Linked DNA regions of Mus musculus: region 2 is linked to region 1. The links are chromatin contacts, called in public HiChIP or PLAC-seq maps. All regions are on one chromosome and are shown on one strand. Each heading gives the region's core, a stretch centred on a gene start, on an enhancer-like site or on the middle of the called end of the contact. The rest is flanking DNA. Distances are from core to core; before and after follow the strand shown. Region 1 overlaps Slc4a8 (solute carrier family 4 (anion exchanger), member 8). Region 2 has its middle 21 kb from the start of Gm41402.

Evidence for each region. HiChIP or PLAC-seq counts read pairs in DNA pulled down with a chosen protein or histone mark.
Region 2: a contact with region 1 is called in an H3K4me3 HiChIP or PLAC-seq map of embryonic stem cells, with 27 read pairs. The contact joins two enhancer-like sites. A contact is called at or near these places in 1 of 484 Hi-C or Micro-C datasets (bone marrow-derived macrophages) and 2 of 115 datasets of contacts at active chromatin or transcription factors (both in embryonic stem cells).

What each region holds. Positions count from the first base shown.
Region 1 is chr15:100,788,910-100,792,033 of GRCm38.p6, forward strand. It overlaps Slc4a8 (solute carrier family 4 (anion exchanger), member 8), which reads left to right. Exons shown (of 25, transcript NM_021530.2): 8 at 101-258; 9 at 926-1,013; 10 at 1,997-2,143; 11 at 2,688-2,788. Among named protein-coding and RNA genes, the nearest start is that of Gm52175, 25 kb to the left of the region's middle. Within about 2 kb of position 1,517, at least 6 of the 459 cell types and tissues checked have an H3K27ac peak or open chromatin away from gene starts, as enhancers often do. A contact at or near this core is called in embryonic stem cells, where this site is marked.
Region 2 is chr15:101,080,890-101,084,013 of GRCm38.p6, forward strand. No RefSeq gene overlaps it. Among named protein-coding and RNA genes, the nearest start is that of Gm41402, 21 kb to the right of the region's middle. Within about 2 kb of position 1,557, at least 26 of the 459 cell types and tissues checked have an H3K27ac peak or open chromatin away from gene starts, as enhancers often do. A contact at or near this core is called in embryonic stem cells, where this site is marked.

The DNA.
Region 1 (3,124 bases), core at 267-2,766:
TTTTAACCTTGAACGACTCGTGAAGTGGAGCTGTGAAGAAGGTGATTGGTGTTGAAGACGATGGCCCCCAAATCACCTGAAGGTTCTTGTGCGTTTCTAGGTGGATCTTCACTTCATGAAAAAAATTCCCACGGGGGCAGAGGCCTCCAATGTCCTGGTGGGAGAGGTGGATACGCTGGACCGGCCCATCGTGGCCTTCGTGAGGCTCTCCCCGGCTGTGCTGCTCTCTGGCCTGACGGAAGTGCCCATCCCAACGAGGTAACGTGGGGATAGGCTGAGGGCAGCCTACTCAAAGCAGACTTGTGTGAGTGCTGGCGCTGGAAAGTAGTTATCCCTAAAGTTAGGGTCAGCTGCATGGAGAGACGCGTCAGGATTCCTCGGAGCTGTGGGAGCAGGCGGGCAAGTGACACGGGAGGCCTCAGGCTCTCTCCTAGTCAGAGAGCAGTCTCCAGGGAACCGGCTCTGGGCAGAGGTACTGGTGTCTTTCCATAGCGCTGGTGGGACTTGGCCATAGGTGGTGGCGTGGTAATTCGGAGCTCAGTAACTGTAGCGTTCAGATGCTCCTTCCAGGGCGCTCCTCAGCTTCCTCACCCTGCTCTTCCCTATTTTCTTATTAGAACAATGAATGGGACCTAGATGTAACCCTGGATTTACACAACGCCGTGTTTTGAAAAGACATCCTTCCGGTAGCTAGAAATCGTGTCTATGGTAACTCTAAGAAATGTAGCCAGTTATTGAATAATGTCTCATAAATAGCTCCAAATGGTGTTTGGCCATAACAAGGTGACATCTAGCTACAGGGTAGTTCTTTCCTTGAAGGCACAGGGACAGTGTGTTAGCAGGGAAAGAGCTTTGCTGTTTGGAGAAGGTAAAACGCCAGCCTCTGTCCTTGCTTACAGAGCTCCTTCTTTGTGTGTTCTGGCAGGTTTTTGTTTATCTTACTGGGCCCAGTGGGAAAAGGGCAGCAGTACCATGAGATTGGCAGGTCCATGGCCACCATCATGACGGACGAGGTACATGCCGCCGCTGCCCTCCTCATTCTCTCGTAAATGCTGAGTGCTCACTCTCTCCCAGAAACTGAATGCGTTGTTGGGATAAAATGATGGTTGTCACAGTGTCTGCTGGGAGCAGTTCAAGGACCGTTTCTGAGAGCCAATGAAGAGTGAGGCAAGCCCCCGGGAGGTCTTTCTTGCTGTTCTATCTCTTTGCTTTCCAGCTTCTTACTGTGTAGCCCAGGCTGGCCTCGAACACCCAGTGCTGGGATTGTAAGCATTTAGCACTATGGCCACTTAACTCTCCCCTTTTCAAGGAATTAAAGATGCAGAAAATCAAAGTAGAATGTGTAGACTTTGTGTTTAATGTCACTTGTGAAACCTGAGTTAACCTTCCTGAGACTATGGCTAATTAAATACATTGATGTCATTTGCATAAGGAAATACTTCTATTCCATGGAAACAAGACGAGTCTGCGTAGGGTCAGGACATGCCCTTACATGTCACGTGTAAGCTGTGGCTTGCTGTCCCACACCGTTGCTCTGTGCTGTAGAGTTTCCCTGGTGCACGTCTCAGTGGGCACAGGCAAGCGTGGGCTGTTTGATCTTTGATTCTTTCACAGAAGTGTTCACTAGGGAGCCCTTCTAGATTCAAACACACTCCCAGAATCTCTGTGAATCTTGCCTCTCCAGTGGAGATTGTCTCACTCTCTAGCCCAGGTTGGCCCTCAGCTTGGCAGTCCCCCTCCCCTAGCCTCTGGAGCGGGTGGCTTTACAGGTGTACACCTGCACACCGAGCTTGGGTTCCTCTGAAAACTCCACGTACTTCGATAAGCGCCAAGTTTTATCTCTTAGATACCCACGGCAGGGATAAAAACTGAGAGGCTGTGTCCCTGCTCATTGGAGTGTGTGTGTGTGTGTGTGTGTGTGTGCGCGCGCGCGCGCACGCGTGCCCGTTGGAGGTGAAGGAATTCTGAGACTTCCTAAGTTCTTTCCTCTCTCTAGATTTTTCATGATGTGGCATATAAAGCAAAGGAACGCGATGACCTCCTGGCAGGGATTGACGAGTTCCTGGACCAGGTGACGGTGCTTCCGCCAGGGGAGTGGGACCCATCTATTAGAATTGAGCCACCCAAGAATGTCCCTTCCCAGGTAATGAATGCATGTAAGATAGTGGTGGCTGCTGTCGGGGGGCTCCTGAAAGTCAGAATAGGAGCAACAAGCTAAGCCACAGTAGCATAGGCCCGCTCAGGTGTGCTGGGGAGGACAGAGGGGGAGGGGGAGGGTCAGATGGTTCCCTGTCAGACTGGACTGGACCAGAGCTCCTGTGTGTGCTAGGCTGAGGCTGGGCATTTTACCCACGGGAATTTGCTCTTCCGAGGCGCTCCCCTCCCCCGGGCGCTCTGACCTCTAGTTTACAGGAGAATTAACTGACCTTCTAGGGCAAGATTTTAAAGGAGGTTACATCGAAGCACACTGGAAACTGCAATTTAGGTCAGATTCTGTTGGGGGAGTCGTTTGGTTTATATAAATACATACATCTCTCCCCCCCCCCCCCGAAGTCACCTGTGTCAAATCCACAAATCTATTTGGAAATCACAAACATTTTAATGTTGTTCTGGCTTTTGTGTTATCCTGTTGCCACCAAGGACAAAGAGGGGCTGACTGGACTCATTTTATTTCCTTTTGTCAAAAGGAAAAAAGGAAAATGCCCGGTGTTCCAAACGGAAACGTTTGCCACATAGAACCAGAGCCACATGGGGGGCACAGTGGGCCAGAACTGGAGCGGACTGGGCGGTAAGTTCTGGGACATTGCGTCCTGGGTGCCACGCACCGGCAGACACAGCTAAGGAAAGAGGCGTCCTCTGTCTCTAACATCCTGGGTAGAAGTTTATTGACCATGGTTGACGTTCACACGAGACCATCTACTGTACATTAACATGAATGTGTCCAATATCATATTCATTCTACTTTTTTGAACTATTTGCTAAGTTCTGTCTGTTCCCGGTCCTTTCTAGATGTTCCCTCTGATGTAAACTCAGCACCTCTCTCCTTCCTTGTCTCCTGGCGTTCTTCTTACTCTTTGTCTCTGCTTTGATGCTGTGTCCTTCGGAAAGCCTTCTGATATTCTCT
Region 2 (3,124 bases), core at 307-2,806, 290 kb after region 1:
CCTTTGCAGCCACTTGGTTTCCATCACTAACTGCATGGAGTACTGCCACCCACCCCAGGAGAAGGGGCTCCCCTTGGTATGTGGCTAGATGCTAACAACTGCGTGTGAGTCTGTGTGCACGTATATCTAGGAGAGGGTGGGGTACCTCTTGGCCCAGAGATGGGTGTCAAGTACTTTCCAAAACCACACAGGATGCCTCCCACCCACTGGAAGGCCTTTAGAGGGAGGGAGCAGGACTCAGGGCGGCAGAAGGAGCCAGACCCAGAGAATCCAGGAGCAGGTGGGGCAAGGAAAGAAATAAAGGGCCCCAGGGAAGCATGGGTGGACAGAGGAAGCAGAAAGAAATGGAAAGGAGGAAGAGGAAAGGGCGGGCGGGAGTTCCCTTTCTCAGTGCTCTTCTGCTGGCCCCTTAGGAGTCACCATGGGCAGGAAAGGAAGGAAGCATGTCCTGCCCCAAAGGACAGGGAATATGCCCAGAGGACACCACACCCCACCAGCCGCAGTCGGAACTTGCCACTGGCTGGTCTCAGGCTGCCCTGGCTACAAATCTAAGTGCCAGCCTTTTGGGATTTGAGGTTCAGCCATCAAGGCCCAGCTGGCAAAGTCTCCTCCATTGCCAAAACTCTCCTACCCGTGACCCACCCGCCATCCCAGACCCTCCCACCCATGCCTTACCCCACTGCTGTTTTTAAACTTTCACCAGTGCTCTCCCCACCCCAACACACACTCCTGCTTCAGGCTGGGTGGGGGCCAGCACCCCCTCAGCCAGCCTGAGAGTTTCTGGGAATATCTGGGAATTAGAAAATGCACTCTACTTTCCTATAGCCTCTAGGTTGGGCCATTGGAGAGGTGTCCCTATTTCACCTCCACATGCCTAACTCAGAGGGACTCCAGCACCCCACACTCAGAATCCTCAATTTACTTGAGTACAGCTGTTGCTATGTAAACAGAGGTCCCCCACCCCCATCCTACAGCACAGCCTTTGCACCAGCCACTTGAATTGACCCCACTTTTTATCTCTAGTCCCACAGAACTCAGTCGCATCCACGCTATTTGAATACTTCCAAATCTGAGCCGAGAATCTCATTTCCCTACTCCTATTCAACCTTCAGAACCCAACTCAGCTGAGCTTGTGGGATCCTGCGATTGGGTCAGTAACTCCAAACCAGTCCTCCTCTAAGGTCTTTTCTCTGGAAGGTTCTACACACTGAGCCAGATCTCTGCTTTCATGAGCGTCCCTCTCACTCACTCCCCCACCCCTACCTCCCATCCCCCACGCCGTCCACCCCCTGCCCCCACCCCACCCCCACCCTTGTCCATTCAAAGGCAGGACCCACCCCTGCAGGACCCACACCCTCTTAACAGGCCAGTCCCTGGAGACCTACAGGAAGTCTCTCCTCTCTTACAAAGTTTACAAACCCAGGACAGGGTGGGGAATTAGAAAACCAGTTTGCATGGAAGGTCCCTTGCCCCTGCTTTGCCCTCTGGGGCTGGGCCTGATCGGAAAGTCTCAGTACATCTGGTTGTACTTAAGTCAACTAGTAATGTAGTGGATTGTGCCTCCTGCTCAGCCTCCTCCCTTCTAACCCGGCCCTCTGCTCCCTCCTCCAGCCTCAGAGGGGAGGGGCTTAGCAAAGCCCAAGAGGTTGAACCCAACCCTACCAGAGCTGTGGTGCCATGGTACTGTGGTTCTGAGGTGCTGTGGTGCCATGGGACCGTGGGACTGTGGTGTCGTAGTGCCAATGTGCTCCCTGGGCCACAACAGAGCCCTCCAGGCCCTGCATACGTTGCTCACTTGGACCAGCTCTAGCCCCGCTCTCATCTACAATAGTACAACACCAAGAAAACAGCTGATCCTGAATCAGCTTCAAAGTACAACGACAAGAAAACAGCTGATCCTGAGTCAACTTCAGCTGTCAGTCATTTCCCAGAAGCCTTTGCAAAATATTGAAGGGTAACAGAGAAGAGCCTAAATAGGTAGTGTGTGTCTGTAACCCCAGCTACTCCAGAGACAGAGGCAGGAGGATTGCTTAAGTCCTAGAGCTTGAGACCAACCTGAGCAGCATAGTGAGACCCTGTTGCAAAAAAAATAAGAGAGAGGGTCTTGGGAAAATAAATAAAGAACAGAGTGGACTCACCAAGATGGGCCTCAAAAGACTCCAGATTCTAGTAGAGAGCACCTACGGGTCCGGCCAGAGAAGAGGATGCAGCAAGAGGGGAAGAGGCAGACAGTACAAGAAGTCAGATCTGTGCATGACTATAACCTCAATACGGCAGAGGCAGAGGCAGAGGAGGCAGAGGCAGAGGAGGCAGAGGCAGAGGAGGCAGAGGCAGAGGAGGCAGAGGCAGAGGAGGCAGAGGCAGAGGAGGCAGAGGCAGAGGAGGCAGAGGCAGAGGAGGCAGAGGCAGAGGAGGCAGAGGCAGAGGCAGAGGCAGAGGCAGAGGCAGAGGCAGAGGCAGGAGGATCACTACAAATTCACGTCAGTCTTATGTACAAACATAATCAGTCTACAAAGAGTGTCTCAAGGAAGCAGTAGAAGTGCAGCTATGGTGTAATGACCAAGACTTGGGGTGCAGTAAAGGTTGCAGTCCCCTTACCTGGTGCTGGTGTTCAAACAAAACGGTGTGTAGAAGCACTTTGGAAAGAGCTGAGTGGCCACCATTATCAGACTCAAAGTTCCCTATCTGCTGCTCTGCTTAGCCTAGGTTGACTTGAAACTCACTCAGCAGTCCAGGCTAGCCTTCATGCATCATGCATCAACACACACACATCCACACACACACACACACAGTTTGGTTGCACAAGTAATTTTAAAAGTCTCATAAAAATCAGGAGATGTTAATAAACACAAAAGTTAAAAATTAAAATTCAAACACCTTTAATCCCATTACCCAAAAGTAAACTATGGTCATTTTTTGTAGCTGCCAAACATGTGGGTGTGTATGTGTGTGTCCATGCTTGTGAACATACATATGTGTAGAGAGACTGACTGTACACTTCTGCAACCAGCTTTTCTCAGTGACAAATAGTTTGCACACCTTTTCACCTTTTCTTTCTTTCTTTCTTTCTTTCTTTTTTTTTTTGGTTTTTCGAGACAGGGTTTCTCTGTGTAGCCCTGGCTGG